Linked DNA regions of Mus musculus: regions 2, 3, 4 and 5 are each linked to region 1. A link is a contact called in public promoter capture Hi-C data. All regions are on one chromosome and are shown on one strand. The core of a region is the stretch at or near the end of the contact, and the rest is flanking DNA. Distances in the headings are between cores, read along the strand shown. Region 1 holds the start of Luc7l (Luc7-like). Region 2 holds the start of Ppard (peroxisome proliferator activator receptor delta). Region 3 holds the start of Abca3 (ATP-binding cassette, sub-family A (ABC1), member 3). Region 4 holds the start of Ilrun (inflammation and lipid regulator with UBA-like and NBR1-like domains). Region 5 holds the start of Tmem204 (transmembrane protein 204).

Region 1 (2,647 bases), core at 41-2,540:
AGAACCTAGGGGCTGGAGCAAGAGGAAGAAGTCGAGCGCGGGTGGGGGGGGAGTAACAAAATAAATAAATAAATAAGCATGTAATTAATATGACTTAGCATTTCAACTTTCACTGAAATAAGCAATATAGTTTTATAGAGAGTAAATGAAGAAATGGACCAAGTGTAATGGCATGTGCTGATAATCTCAATGGTCTGGAGGCTGAGCAGCAGAGGGATAGCAAGTTCAAGTCCAACCTGGCCTCTGTGTGTGTGTGTGTATGACTCTGTCTCCAACAGAAGAAATGGAGGCAAGCACATTTGCACATTTTTGTAATTGCAGCACTTGGTAAGGAAGGGAAAGTGGGAGGGTCAGGAATGCAAGTCATCTTTGGTTTCATAATAAGTTCAAGGTCAGCATGGACAACATGAGACTATATTACACAAACAAAAAGAACTGAGATATAACCTAGAAATTCACTTATCATTAGGTTTTTTTTTTTTTAAAGATTTATTATTATATGTAAGTACCCTGTAGCTGTCTTCAGACACTCCAGAAGAGGGCATCAGATTTCGTTAATCTGGACCTTTGGAAGAGCAGTAGGCGCTCTTAACCACTGAGCCATCTCGCCAGCCCCCTTGTTTTGTTTTTTGAGACAGCTTTTCCCTGTGTAACTCTGGCAATCCTGCAGCTTGCTCTGTACCATCAGGCTAGTCTCTAACTCAGAGATGTGCCTGCCTCTGCCTTCCCCAGCGCTGGGATTAAAGGCCTTTGCCTCAAGTTTAATTTATTTGTTTGACTAAAGTCTCATTAGAGCAGAGAATTTGATGTTTCAGGAACCAGGATAAAAATTAGTGGTGGAGTTTTTAATCTAGTCTTTTTTTAAAATAAAGATCTATTTATTTTATTTATATGAGTACACTGTAGCTATCTTCAGACACAGCTGAAGTGGTTATCAGACCCCATTACAGATGGTGGTGGGAACTGAACTCAGGACCTCTGGAAGAGCAGTTTGTGCCTTTAACCGCTGAGCCGTCTCTCCAGCCCTTTTTTTTTTTTTTTTTAAAAAAAAAAAACAGGAGGTAGGATCTTAGTCTCACAAAGACCACGCTTCCACAGGGTAGCCTGACACCCAGGACGCTGGCCTTGAACTACTCAAGCCTGATCCTGGGGATTACAGGCATACCACGACCGGCCAAAATCAAGCTTAGTTGATCTAGTCTTTAGAACGATTTGCGACCGTTCCACTCAGCGACTCCTGTACACTTCCCGACAGGCCTTGCATCAACGCCAAAGAACTTCCTCCCAGCATTCCCCGCGGCCGGAAAGCGCCGTGCGGGCTTCAGGCTGATAGGAGCGTCTTTCCTCGTCGCTGTTTGCGGCTTCTCTGGTCGAGTTGTGCGGAGCTTCTCGGCCGTCCCCACTGGCCACCATGTCCGCCCAGGCGCAGATGCGGGCCCTGTTGGACCAGCTCATGGGCACGGCTCGGGACGGTGAGTCTGAGCGGTGGCCCAGGCTCTGGGCGGGGTGGGAGCAAGGCGAGGCCGCCTGGAAGCCTGAGGTGAGGGCCGTGACAGCGTGCGTCTGCGCGGGGCGCCATTTTTCTCCCCTGCTTGCTGACCCCAGGCTCGGGGCCTTTGTCTGATCTGCTTGGCCTGCGAGTCTCTCGCAGCCGCCGCGTTCTACTGGTCCGGGCTGCCTCCTTCCTGAGAGTCCGATCCGACGGTGGGGCTCTGTCCCCTTCTCGTTTTCCGTCATGCGAGTTCCTCTTGGTCGGCACGGCGGCTCGGCGCCGCCGGGCAAACTGGAGCGTCGGCGAAGGGCTGGAACCAGCGCGGGCTCCGGGGTGCTGGCTGCCGGGTGGCGGAATTTCTCTGATACTCTTCGGAGGAGAGGCGATCCCCGAAGGAGCTGGACGGGTTTCGAAAACCCGGGCGTTCTTGCTCCATACGGTTACACGGGGAGCCGCAAATGAGCATTTCTAACGTGGGTTCCCTCCGCGTACTTTTCTAGTCTTCCCTCCCTTCATTCCCCTGCCTCACAGATTAGCCTCGGTTTAGTCACCTCTCGGCATTCATTAGGTAGTTGGTTCAGTAAGGAGGCGTGCAAGATCATGGTGGTGTCTCAGGAAAAAGCAGTTGCATCCTAGCAAAGCTAGATCCCTGCTGTGGTTTGTGTTTTCATTTTTACTAAAGTAATAAAGTTGTAATTTCACACTGGCACATTTCACAGGGCTGTGCAGATTCTTTGCACCATTTCATAGGTCAATACGTGCTTTTAGCTTTCTTTGTATGTTGAGTTGCTTTTGAATTGCTTCCCATATTTTTATTTCATACAAACTGAACAATTGTGGCCCCTCTATTTTATTTATAAAGGTTCAGTGTATCTTTGCCTGCCTACATCAATCTGCAAGGGAGTTGCAGAAAAGCCTCATGTTCATCGAGCCGTGAGTCACAACCAATTTCTAAGCTGTTATAACAAAAAAGTGTTTGCTTTTTTCCCACAAGTAACTTTAAAAGTGTAGTTTAGAAAGAAAACATTTTCAGTAAAAAGACACGACATTAATCCTGGATGCTTGCCAATCCTGAAGTATATTCTCCCTGACTATTACACAGCACTGTGTCCTGTACACAGATAGCCTTAGAATTTGTCACATACCACTTTGCCT
Region 2 (2,647 bases), core at 48-2,547, 2.0 Mb after region 1:
CTCCAATCCAGCGAGCTAAGGATGCACTGTAAGGAGTGCCAGACCGGGCAGAGGTGACCTTTAATGGCGGTGTGGAGGAGGGAGGTGCCTGCTGACTTTCCTGCCAGCCAAGTTTTGTTCATTCTAGGATGATGAAACCAGCCAGTGACAGATTGCCTTCTGGCTACATACTCTCTGTGGTATATGATGAGTTGGGGTGACAGGCAAGCCCAGGTACAGAGTTCTTGTCTTGTCTGGTCCCTGACATCCAGCGACAGAAATCTCAAGTGGGAGAAAAGTTCTTTTAAAATTTGTTTTCTATTTGGCTTCACAAGGCCTATAAGCACAGGCTGGCCCAAAACTTTCTCCATTGCTAAAAATGACCTCAAACGGGTCCTCTACCTCCTGAGTGCTGGAGTTAGAGTGCCATCATGCCTTCCAGATCTTTCTTTTTTCTTGTGTGGGTGTATATGAAAGTGCACATGCGGTGTGTAGAGATTGGAAGATAACCTTCAGGAGGCAGTCCCAGGGACTGAACTCAAGTCTTCAGGCTTGGAGACAAAGCGATGACCCGTTGAGCCATTGAACTAGCCACCAGTTAAAAAATTGGGGGTGCTGAAGAGATGCTTCAGTGGTGAAGATCGCGCTTGCTACTCTTGAAGAGGCTCGCTTCCCAGCATCTACATGGAAGTTCTCCATTGTAACTCCACTTCCAGGGGATCCAACGCCTTCTTCCAGACTCTGCAGGCACTGAACGCACATGGTGCAGAGACAGACATGCAGACAAAACACTCTGACATATAAAAATAGATATTTTGTAAAACGTATGCGTCTGTATTTTCATTCCCAAGTCTCCCACCATATGCCTCTCCCAAGCGCCTCTGAAAATTACAGTTTGCCTCTATTCCTTCCCCCACCGCCCTTAGCTTTGCTTCTTGCTTCAAACCACACAAGTCTATGCCTAGTTTCTTCTCAGGAAGAGTGAGGAGGTTGTATTAGATGACCTCCACCTTCTTTCCGCGCTTTAAAGCTTTAAATATCGTTTCGTGAGGCTTGCTTTGACCAGCCCTAACTTCTCCCCAGCGCTTTCCTCAGCTGCTGCTCCCACGTCTGACTGCAGAGGGCGCTGCAGACGCGCCAGGGCAGCTGTGCAGTGGGCGGAGCGATGGCTGTCAAAGGAGTGGCTCCAGGCGGCGCGGCGATTGGCTACTGCTATGGCGGAAGGGGGCGGGGGCGAGTGCTTAGTTGTGGGGGAGGGAGCCAGCGGCGCGGTGACATCACGGGGCTGGGGGCGGCGCCGGGGCTGGGAGCGTGTGACGCCGCAGGCCGCGGCGGACCTGGGGATTAATGGGAAAAGTTTTGGCAGGAGCTGGGGGATTCTGCGGAGCCTGCGGGACGGCGGCAGCGGCGCGAGAGGCGGCCGGGACAGGTCCGTGCGGATCGGGAGAGGCCAGCGCGGCCCGGGCTGAGGTGGATGGTGGGGTCAGGGGCTCCGAGAGCCGCTTTCCGCGCCTCTGCGGCTCGTCTATGCTCGGCTTGCGCGCTGAGGAGCCACCGCTGGGGTCTCCACCGCAGGGACCCCTGTGGTTGCTCGGAGCCGGCCTCCCTCCCTCCTCCCACCCACCCTGATCCCTCTAAAGCCCCGTGGCTTCATCTCCTCTCAATTCCAAAGAACCCCATGTCACCTCCCTTCTGACCCCCTTTCTGAGCGCCTCCCTTGCTGTCCCGCTACCCAGGCCCTCCTTGGAGATCCTTCCTGCCTCCCTCGATAGCCTTCCATCCTTGCCCTGTCGGTCAGTGCTCTCCTCCTCTCTGACCCGTTTTCGGGTTGCCCTATCCCTCCCCATCTTCTTTAGGATGTTGTGAGCCAGTCCGGTTTATCCGAGCCCCTTCTATCCTGGCTACCGGCAGAGGCCCCACTTAGGCTCAGCTCTCATCTCCTGTCCTTTTCACCTCCTGTCACCCGACTGCCTCGCTTCTAGTTTTTTTTTTTTTTTTTTTTATGCCTCTGCTTGAGGAGAACCCAGAGGTGCACGATAGGCTTCCGTTTCACCTTCAGTTGAGCTGGGAGTGGGGTGTTGAGCGCCAGCTTGACCAGATTTGTTCGGGTCACAGGTTTCACTGGGTGTTGTATTGGGAGGGATGGCCAGTTGGTAGGCCCTCGTAATCTCAGCTTTATAATACTTCCCCTTTATGAGTCTGTTGACTTCCAGGAACCCTTGGGGGAGACGGCTCTGAGTTGGGTGTGTGCCAGGGGTAGCCAGAGGCTTCATATAACTCTTTTCACCCTTTCAGGAAACAGGACTCATTTGGGATATTATGGAATGTATTTAAACCATGATACGGTGCCTTCCACGCACTGCCCTTTTCCATACAGCTAAGAGCAGAAGCTATGCCCTTGGTTTTTTTTTTTTTTTTTTTTAAAGATTTATTTATTATATGTAAGTACACTGTAGCTGTCTTCAGACACACCAGAAGAGGGTGTCAGATCTCGTTACGGATGGTTGTGAGCCACCATGTGGTTGCTGGGATTTGAACTCCGGACCTTTGGAAGAGCAGTCGGGTACCTCTTACCCACTGAGCCATCTCACCAGCCCTGCCCTTGGTTTTAAACTTGGTTTTTCCTCCCTGTACTGGCTCTAGAATGTTTGCTTACAAGTTACATTTA
Region 3 (2,647 bases), core at 97-2,596, 1.9 Mb before region 1:
TCAATTTTAGGAATGAGAAATTAAGATTCTGGAAAATACAATGACTTGAATACACTAGTGAAGGACTCAAGACCTGAAGCCAGGTCTTTGAGACTCCCTTTATTCGGCAAACTTGACTAGAGCATTTCTGGACAAGGTGTTCTAGGACCCCAGGGAACTGACCATGTACCAGGCAAGGGCTCTTTTCTTAGGGAGTCCATCTTCTGGTTAGCCATACAGGACCCTAGAGAGCGAGAGGTTATGACCACAGTGTAACTGGCATTGATTCGGAAGTCACGATCCCAGGGTTACCTTAAGGCTAGGCAGGTCTGGTCCGCAGCCCGGAATCCGGGGAGGGCTGCGCCTCACTCACCGCAGGCACCCTGTCCGTGGCCACGGGCACTGAAGGACCCGCTGGATCGCCCTCGACGACTGTTGGCCCCGCGACACGGCCACGCCCACGCTCAACCCCGCTTCTCCCGGGCCAGCCGCGCGGATGCCCAAGCTGCAGCAACCTGTGATTCCAATGCCATTCCCTCCTGCCTGGGCCGAGGGCACACAGATGTTCGCATCCTACTGTCTGAAGGAACCACAACCCCCTCCCACCTCCATGCCTGTCTACTGCCTGAAGAAATCCTAACGCCCCAATCTCCTGTCCGAGGAAACTCTACCGCCCAAGAGACCCCGACGCCCTGCCTTCTGCCTGAGGAGACCCAGATCCCTGAGAACCCCCTCCCACCCTGACTGTATTCTCCTAGTGGTGCTGCTGGGCTGGACCGTGACTTTCCCTTTCCTAGCTGTGGGCTGTCGCCTCTGAAAGGTTCCTAGACCTAACCTCACTAGGGCTTGGGTTCCTCCTGCTGAGAGCAGAAAGTAGCACTTTCTCTTGGTGACAAGAGTGAGATGGGGAGAGAGCCCTGAAGAGAAAGAGGAACTTGAATCCCGCTGCGAAAGTGAGATTCTTGATGTTACAGCCTCAACTGCTTTGAAACACATTTGTCCAGAGATGAGCTTCAGGCCAGCGACCCCGGGGCTCAGAGCCCCAAACTAACGCCTACTGTTTGCTGGACGCGAGCAAGGGCGTGCTGCACGATCAGTGGCGGATGCGGAGAAAACCCGCAGGGGCAACCCATCACGCACGCTCACCCCACCCTACAAGCGCTTGCCCACTGGAGGTGAGACCTGCGTGGAGTACTGCGCAGACGCACGATCCGGAATGTTGAACTGGGAGGGGTGCACGCGCTACGCAGAGCGCCCTCTGTCGGAGCTGGGCAACATGTGCCAGGCACTGCGCAGACGCTGAATCCAGAGCTTAGGCGAGGCTGAGCCGGCCGGGGGCAAACCCGGGGCACCTGCAGGGGCGGCCCAGTGCGCACGCGCGCTCCGACGCGCCCCCCCACCCCCTCCAGGAGCCGGAGCTTCCTGGTGCGTTCTTCCACCCGCGCCTGTCGCAGGCGCCTCCTCTCTGCCCCGCCGCCTCAGTTGTCAGCTTCGGCCGCAACCGCCCCAGCAAGGCTGGAGCAGGACCGGGAGTCTAAGGGAGGGAACCTGGCGAGAGAGCTGCGCAGACCGCCGCCACCCTGGCGCTGAGGGTCGGTGAGTGTCACTAGGACTTGTCACTCGCGCGCTAGCTCGGGGCTCTGAGATTTCCCGTCCTTGCCCGGGTCTCCACTCTGCCAGCGGGCAGCGCCCCAACCTGGGGCCTCCGAGCCCCTGCCTATCGCCGGGACCTGCGGGCTCGCGGACTGACCCTTCGTATTGCTGCAGGTGTAGCTGTCTTGGCGTCCTCATGCTGGGTGTGTCCCCGCTATAGCGGGGTCGCGGGGCTCGCAGGAACCCGCACAGACCGCTGGGTCGTTACGGGGTCTATTGTGCGGGCCTGGCAGGTGGACAGACAGCCGCCGCCCTCAGGCGCTTTGCGGGCTGCGACACAGCAGGCCGGCGGAATGCTCCAGGCTCAACCGGCCAGTGCTGGTCCTGGATGGAATTCCTCCCAGTTCTTCAAGCTTCAGCATCTTCGTTTTCATGAACTTTAACGTAGGGTTCAAGGGATGCTTTGATAGGGGTTGAAGTTGGCGAAGCCCTCAATGTGCAATACAGAACTCGGAAGGGGGAACCACAGCAACTACAGCAACTGTGCTCTGGTCAAGTGTCTCGGTGTTTGGTGTTGGTGCTCAGAATGACCGACCCCGAACTTCGACTAGTTCCTGGGGGTCAGGGCTCCAGCCTGGGGGTCAGGTCCCTGGTACTGCACGCTTGAGCTTTCCCTGTGTGTGGCCCATTTGGGCTTTGTCTTAAAAGGTATTTCTGTCTGTCCCTTTGCCTCCAGGCCTGAACGGTTCTTGTATCATAAATAGGGACTTGGTGTTTGTAACGTGAGGAGCACTCAGGAAATGCTCTCCCAATGAGTGACTGGGGCTTTGTAGTAACAATGTGGAGACCCAGGCAAGGCTTAAGGAACTGAATTCTGCCCCTGTCTCCTAAGCAGCCTTATTTCATCCAGAGAGTTTTGTTTGGTGTTGCCATTTGTAAGCTTGAAAAGACTGAAACCATTTTAGAAAGCTTGCCTCGTGGGAAGTAAGAGACAGGGTGGGGAGAGGAAAAGTTGATTTTTAAAAAAATGAGTGTCATGGGAATCCCCCTCACCCACATTGGTTTGAATTGAGCC
Region 4 (2,647 bases), core at 93-2,592, 1.6 Mb after region 1:
GGCACTGAACGCTCAACACGGGGCAAAGGGCATGCACCCCCTTGCTTTTTGCTCAAATCCCGATTAGTTGCTTCACCTGAGAGCCTTTCAAAGGCCGTCTAATGGTCTCCAGTCTAATGGTTAAATTCCCGAGTGAACTTAACAATCCCTACTTGGAGACCAAGAGAAAGTATTCTTGCTTATCAAAAACAGCAAGTGCTGCTCTAAGAACCAAGACACACGTCGGTGCCTGGAGACAGCTCCACTTCAGCCTGTACAACCCAACTACAAGCCAGAACCCCTGGCCCCCAACCTATACATTTCTCAGTTTTCTGTCAACTAAGCCCATCCAATCAGTAAGCTCGTCAAAGTTCCCAAGGCCAAGCCTCTGCCCAGCACGCCAGTGTCTTCACAAAGTTCCTGCCTCCAAGATCAGCTTCCCTCCACTTTCTGAAGACTTTTCCCAGTCCTCGTCGCAGGCCTGGCGCTCCGGCGCCTCCATTAGATGTCACTTCTCCCTGGCACAACTCTTCCTTTCTCACCATACTCAGTTGATTATAATTTGTGTTCCCTCCGCCGCAAAAGTCGTTTTCGCCCTTATCTCCTCAAAGAGACACAAGATCTATTCTCAGCTCCGAGACCTCTCCCGCGCCCAGAGTTCGACCTCAGCACCTAACACACTCCCTCGAGTTTCCACACCGTTCTGTCATCCTCAGCTCCTACACTTCGCACCTATTTAAAAGGAAAACACTTCGCAACTCTCGTTTCCTGTGCTTTCTACTCCCAGAACACACGCTTTTCGCCCCAGATCGACTCCCCTGGCTTCCACCTCACCACTTCTCCCCTCTTCCCATGTTCTTCGGGCTCTGACTCCCTGCCACCTCCCGGCCTGGGCCCTGCCCTGCCCGGGAGTACTCCACGAGCGGGCTCCGGTGTTTTTGCCCTCGGGGCCGCGAGGCCGCTGCCAGCAGGATTGGCTCCGCGTGGGGCGGACTCACCAGTTGGTCATGTCCAGGAAGAAGGCGCAGCCGGCCGGGTTGAGCTGGAAGCCGAGTAGCCGCTGGAACTCGGAGATGAGCACGTCCTTGTCTGTGGTGCCCAGGCAGCTGAACTTCTGCATGAGCTCCGGATCCAAGTCCACGTCCATGCCCTCCATGGCGGGGGGCCCGGACGCACAGCTTCCACCGCCCCGACCTGCTTCTCCACGGGCGGCCGCCGCGCCCGGGCCCGAGCCCACGAAGGGCGGCCCGCTGCTGGCCGGCGCCGCGCGCACTGCTCCGAGACAGGCCCCAGGCCTCTCACCGCCTCATGGGCTGCGCGCGCCGCGCCGAGCCGCGCCGCACCGCACCGCTCGCTCCTCTCTCGCTGGCTCTGGGGCTCGCGCTCCCCCCCCTCCCACCCCCCCCAGCGCCCGCCTCCGCCGCCGCCGCTGCTGCCGCCGCGGTTCGCAGCACCGCCGCCTCCGCCTCCTCCCGGGCCGCGCCCAACGCGCACGCGCGGGGCCGCTCGGACCCCGCCCCTTCCTCTCCCGAAAGCCCGCCTTCAGTGACGTCATAACTCGGTGACGTCTCTCGCGTGACCTCACCGCGACAGAGCGGAGGGGGCAGGAAACGGGAAGCCGGAAAGAGCGGATACTGGGCGGGTCTCTGTCCTCGCCTGAGTCCCCACACTGCGTGGGAGGAGTCACGAGTCTGAGAGGTGCTTCGGAGACGAGCGACCCCACCCATGCTCAGGCTGGGAACCCGAAGTCGCCACAGGAACAGAGGCTGGGACTGGGGCAAAGGGCAAAGGGCAGCACAGAGCGGACTCTTGCTGCTCCGCTCTCAGGGGACTTAGTATTCAAACAGACATTTTCCCAAGGTCGCGGCGGTGCACGCTTAGTCTCTGGATTCTGACCTGAGTTTCTCATGACTGCCTATGTTACTATGCAACCTTAGCATTACGTTTCCAGAAAATAAAGGCAGCCTAATGCAAGCACCAGTTACAGGTCAGAGGAACCGATCCTCTGCAAAGAAAGGTCAATACCCTAGAATTTAGCAAATCTTGTTCTGTCTCTAAAATCCACGACCAAAAAAATGACTGTAGACAGTATCCAGTGTATCTACTAATGTGAGGCTCCATTTGAAGCTGAAGGATTAAGAAGCTCAGCTGTGGAGAGACTCATCTGCCCGTTCTGTCACCAAGTATTTTCTCAGTGTCACCTGTTAGATATGACTAGGTACAGGGATGGGGGTGGGTAAGAAACTGGGCAACTGGGGACTTGGCTTAAGCTGTTTCCCCGAAGGTATGAAGACCTGGGTTCCTGAGAGCAGAGATACTTCGCTCTTGCATATAAGGCCTGGCTGACAGCCAAGGGTGGCGGCACTGGGGAGGCAGGCAAATTTCTGTGTGTTTGATGCCAGCCAGAGATACTCTAGACCCTGCCTTTAAAAAATAAACCACCCCAGCACTCAAGAGGCAGAGGCGGGCTTTCTTCCTGGAGTTGCCTTTGATCTCATCCTCCTACCCCTACTTGCTGGGATAACTACTGTCACAACTACTTCTGAAAAGAGACTCAACTGAAGTCAGTGGGCCTGGGAGGAGGCTCAAAATCGCCTGGTGATTGTTATCATATCCAAATTTCAGAGCAGAACCTTGAGCAAATGCAGTTATTGCTGATAGTTTGCTC
Region 5 (2,647 bases), core at 72-2,571, 1.2 Mb before region 1:
GCTGGGAAAGGAAAAGGCCACCATGGGCGTCAGGGAGGTAACACTCTGCCCTTTGCTGCTCTGTGCCTCCTCTGGTCTCCCGGACATCCCAGCCAGAGTCTCCTGCACTGTCCGAAAGGCCCTGACCACCTCAGCCGTTAAGACAGAACTCAGCCACATGTTCTCACACTTCTTGTTTTCCTTATTAAGTAATATTTCTTTCTAACCAAGGAAAAATGACTTGCTTTGATTAGGATACCCATCTTTCATCCTTCAGCCACATGTAATGGCAGAGAAGGAGCCTCCAGCCACGGGAGTGACTTCTTGTGAAGGAAGCCACAGACAGAGTCTAAGCTGAACAGTGGAGCTCTGTAGCGTTGCTTGTCAGGGTGGGCAGGAGGTGCAGGTTCCCTGCTGCCACCCTCAGCATGGACGGACACAACCTCCCCTCACCTAACCACTGGAAGGTGACAGAAAAATAACAAGACTTACGTTTGACGGTGCCTCGGGACTCCTGGAAACCTGCTGATTCCGAGCCCCATCCTAGAACCTCACAGTCATGGGTGTCCACCTGCCCAGTTCGAGTCCCAGGGCTTGTGACTCCCTTACCCCTGTCCACCAGCCAGCAAGACTTCCACAGCCCCACACTCCGCTTGCGTCCGTCCTCCAGCGTCTGGTACACCCAATTGGGGGTGAAGGCTGCTGCGTTGTTGAGGATGAGGGAGACCAGGGCCACCAGCACAGCGGTGGCCACAAGCTTCTGGAGAGTCATCTCTGACTTCCAGGACTGTCTATCTCGGAGAGTTCCAAGTCCCAGTCAGCCGCTGTGCATCCAGAGAAAGCCAAGATGCTGCTAGGGGTGGCTAGAGGACATCAGCACTCATCCTTGGGAAGCTATGCGGCAGCTCCAGCCCGGCACAGGAGGATGTCGCCCATGGGACGGGTCCAAGAGAGCTACTCACAGCCCTGTCTTAGCCTGCCTCTTGAGCCTGGAGCAGGGACAAGCCTGTGCTGAAGCTGGTCTCCCCAAGACCCATTCCAGGGAGAAATCTGGGGCACTGGCTGCACCAGCGAGAATCCAGAGTTGTAAGTGGGTCGTCTTCTTTGGAACAGAGGCCAGGGAGGCTGTGTCCACAGTGCCTCTTGCCTACAGCAGTGGAAAATGGACAGCAACTCGGGAGGCAGGCACAGCGTGGGAATCAGCCAGGTTACGCGCCTCAGAACGGGCTGTGGGAGCCAGTCTGATGGAGGAACAGGGTTGTGGACGCAGTGTGGGTTTGGCCACCTCTCTGCTATGTATCCCGTCTTGGTATCTCTGCCACAAATGGCAGGTCCTGAAAAGCAGAACGCCTGCCACAAGGAAGCATGTGTATGCGCGTATGTGTGTGAGCTCCCGTTTCCCTGTCTCTCAGCAGAGAGGAAATGGTTGTTTTTGAGGCTGTTTTTGGTGAGCAGGAGGGCGTAGCCAACTGCAACAAATAGCAGCCCTGCCACAGAGCCAGACACTAACAGGATGTGCTTCCTGATGGGAAAGGCCTGGGGAGACTTCAGAGGCCTGCTCCAGCCCACCACTGGCTGCCCCTCCCCATCTTCCTGTCCCATAGGAATAGTCAGGGATGCCAGCCAGGACACTCATCTTCTTACCTGTTGCCGTCAAACCTAGCCAGCTGTGCTAGGTCCCGGACCAGGGGATGCTGCAGACAGCACGGGCAGGCAGAATCCTCAGGGACTAGGTGTCCATCCATCCATCCATCCATCCATCCATCCATTGCCTAAGGCATGATAGGTGCTGTGAATCCCCAATGTCTAAAGCAGTGGTTCTCAGTCTGTAGGTCATGACCTCTTTGGGGGTCAAATGACCCTTTTACACGGGTCACCTGAGACCATCAGAAAACACAGATATTTGCATTAGAATTCATAACAATAGCAAAATTACAGTTGTGAAATAGCAACAAACTAATTTTATGGTTGGGGGTCACCACAACATGTGGAACTAATGGCAGGACAGAGTAAGGTGTAGAGGCACCTGAGGCAGGCCACCATCTGCTGACAGAGATCCATTCACCTCAAGGGAGCAAGTGTACTCAGACCTTACAAGGAAGGGGAACCTTGAGGAACCTCTGCAAGGGGTTGTTCTTGGGCTGGCAAGAAAAGGTGGGATTCTGTAAGGGGTTGTGCCACCAAGCAGGCTGGATAGCTGATGTGACTTCTGAGCAGCCAAGTTTGCTTACTAGCAAAGTGCTCGCTCCCCTGAGGCTGGACAGAGCGACTGTACATTTGCTCTCCTTCCTCATAGCGCTTCAGCTCTGGTAAATAAAAGCCACCAGGTCTGAGACTGTGTCCCGCCTCCAGAGCCTCCCACCAGGGTTCCAGAGCTGCATAAATGAACACAAGAACGCAGGAGCTGTGGGCTGAACCATCTCAAACACACGTACTGCACCGCACCGCACCGGGCAGGATTGGGACAGCCTGGTGCTGACTAGTGCACTGGCCGGGACAGGCCGGAACCGACCTTTCCTGTCTTCATGAACTGACATGCTGGGCCACCCCCTACTTCCTAGTGTGGCTGCCTTCAATCACACGTTCCCATATATAGTCAGGCTCCTGGCACTCCTTAAGTTTACATTCCAAAAGGCAAGGACTCTGTCTCTGTCCAGCCTTTTGACTG

What was found. Promoter capture Hi-C pulls out the DNA fragments that hold promoters and counts their contacts.
Region 2: a promoter capture Hi-C map of the C10 cell line shows a contact between it and region 1, with 4 times the contacts expected there. The contact joins the promoter of Ppard here to the promoter of Luc7l in region 1. A contact is called at or near these places in 3 of 39 promoter capture datasets (the C10 cell line, liver and pre-B cells).
Region 3: a contact with region 1 is called in a promoter capture Hi-C map of pre-B cells, with 3 times the contacts expected there. The contact joins the promoter of Abca3 here to the promoter of Luc7l in region 1. A contact is called at or near these places in 1 of 39 promoter capture datasets (pre-B cells) and 1 of 115 datasets of contacts at active chromatin or transcription factors (pancreatic cancer cells).
Region 4: a promoter capture Hi-C map of pre-B cells shows a contact between it and region 1, with 2.7 times the contacts expected there. The contact joins the promoter of Ilrun here to the promoter of Luc7l in region 1. A contact is called at or near these places in 1 of 39 promoter capture datasets (pre-B cells) and 2 of 484 Hi-C or Micro-C datasets (B cells and CD4 T cells).
Region 5: a promoter capture Hi-C map of liver shows a contact between it and region 1, with 3 times the contacts expected there. The contact joins the promoter of Tmem204 here to the promoter of Luc7l in region 1. A contact is called at or near these places in 2 of 39 promoter capture datasets (both in liver).

What each region holds. Positions count from the first base shown.
Region 1 is chr17:26,251,620-26,254,266 of GRCm38.p6, forward strand. It overlaps Luc7l (Luc7-like), which reads left to right and starts at 1,291. Exons shown (of 10, transcript NM_028190.3): 1 at 1,291-1,472. The coding sequence starts at 1,412.
Region 2 is chr17:28,231,457-28,234,103 of GRCm38.p6, forward strand. Ppard (peroxisome proliferator activator receptor delta) reads left to right here and starts at 1,298. Exons shown (of 8, transcript NM_011145.3): 1 at 1,298-1,408.
Region 3 is chr17:24,350,677-24,353,323 of GRCm38.p6, forward strand. Abca3 (ATP-binding cassette, sub-family A (ABC1), member 3) reads left to right here and starts at 1,347. Exons shown (of 33, transcript NM_013855.3): 1 at 1,347-1,575. It overlaps Abca17 (ATP-binding cassette, sub-family A (ABC1), member 17), which reads right to left and starts at 383. Exons shown (of 31, transcript NM_001031621.3): 1 at 292-383.
Region 4 is chr17:27,819,200-27,821,846 of GRCm38.p6, forward strand. It overlaps Ilrun (inflammation and lipid regulator with UBA-like and NBR1-like domains), which reads right to left and starts at 1,343. Exons shown (of 5, transcript NM_001033279.3): 1 at 978-1,343. The coding sequence starts at 1,135.
Region 5 is chr17:25,079,793-25,082,439 of GRCm38.p6, forward strand. Tmem204 (transmembrane protein 204) reads right to left here and starts at 1,322. Exons shown (of 3, transcript NM_001001183.1): 1 at 472-1,322. The coding sequence starts at 751. All of the region lies in intron 18 of Ift140 (intraflagellar transport 140), which reads left to right.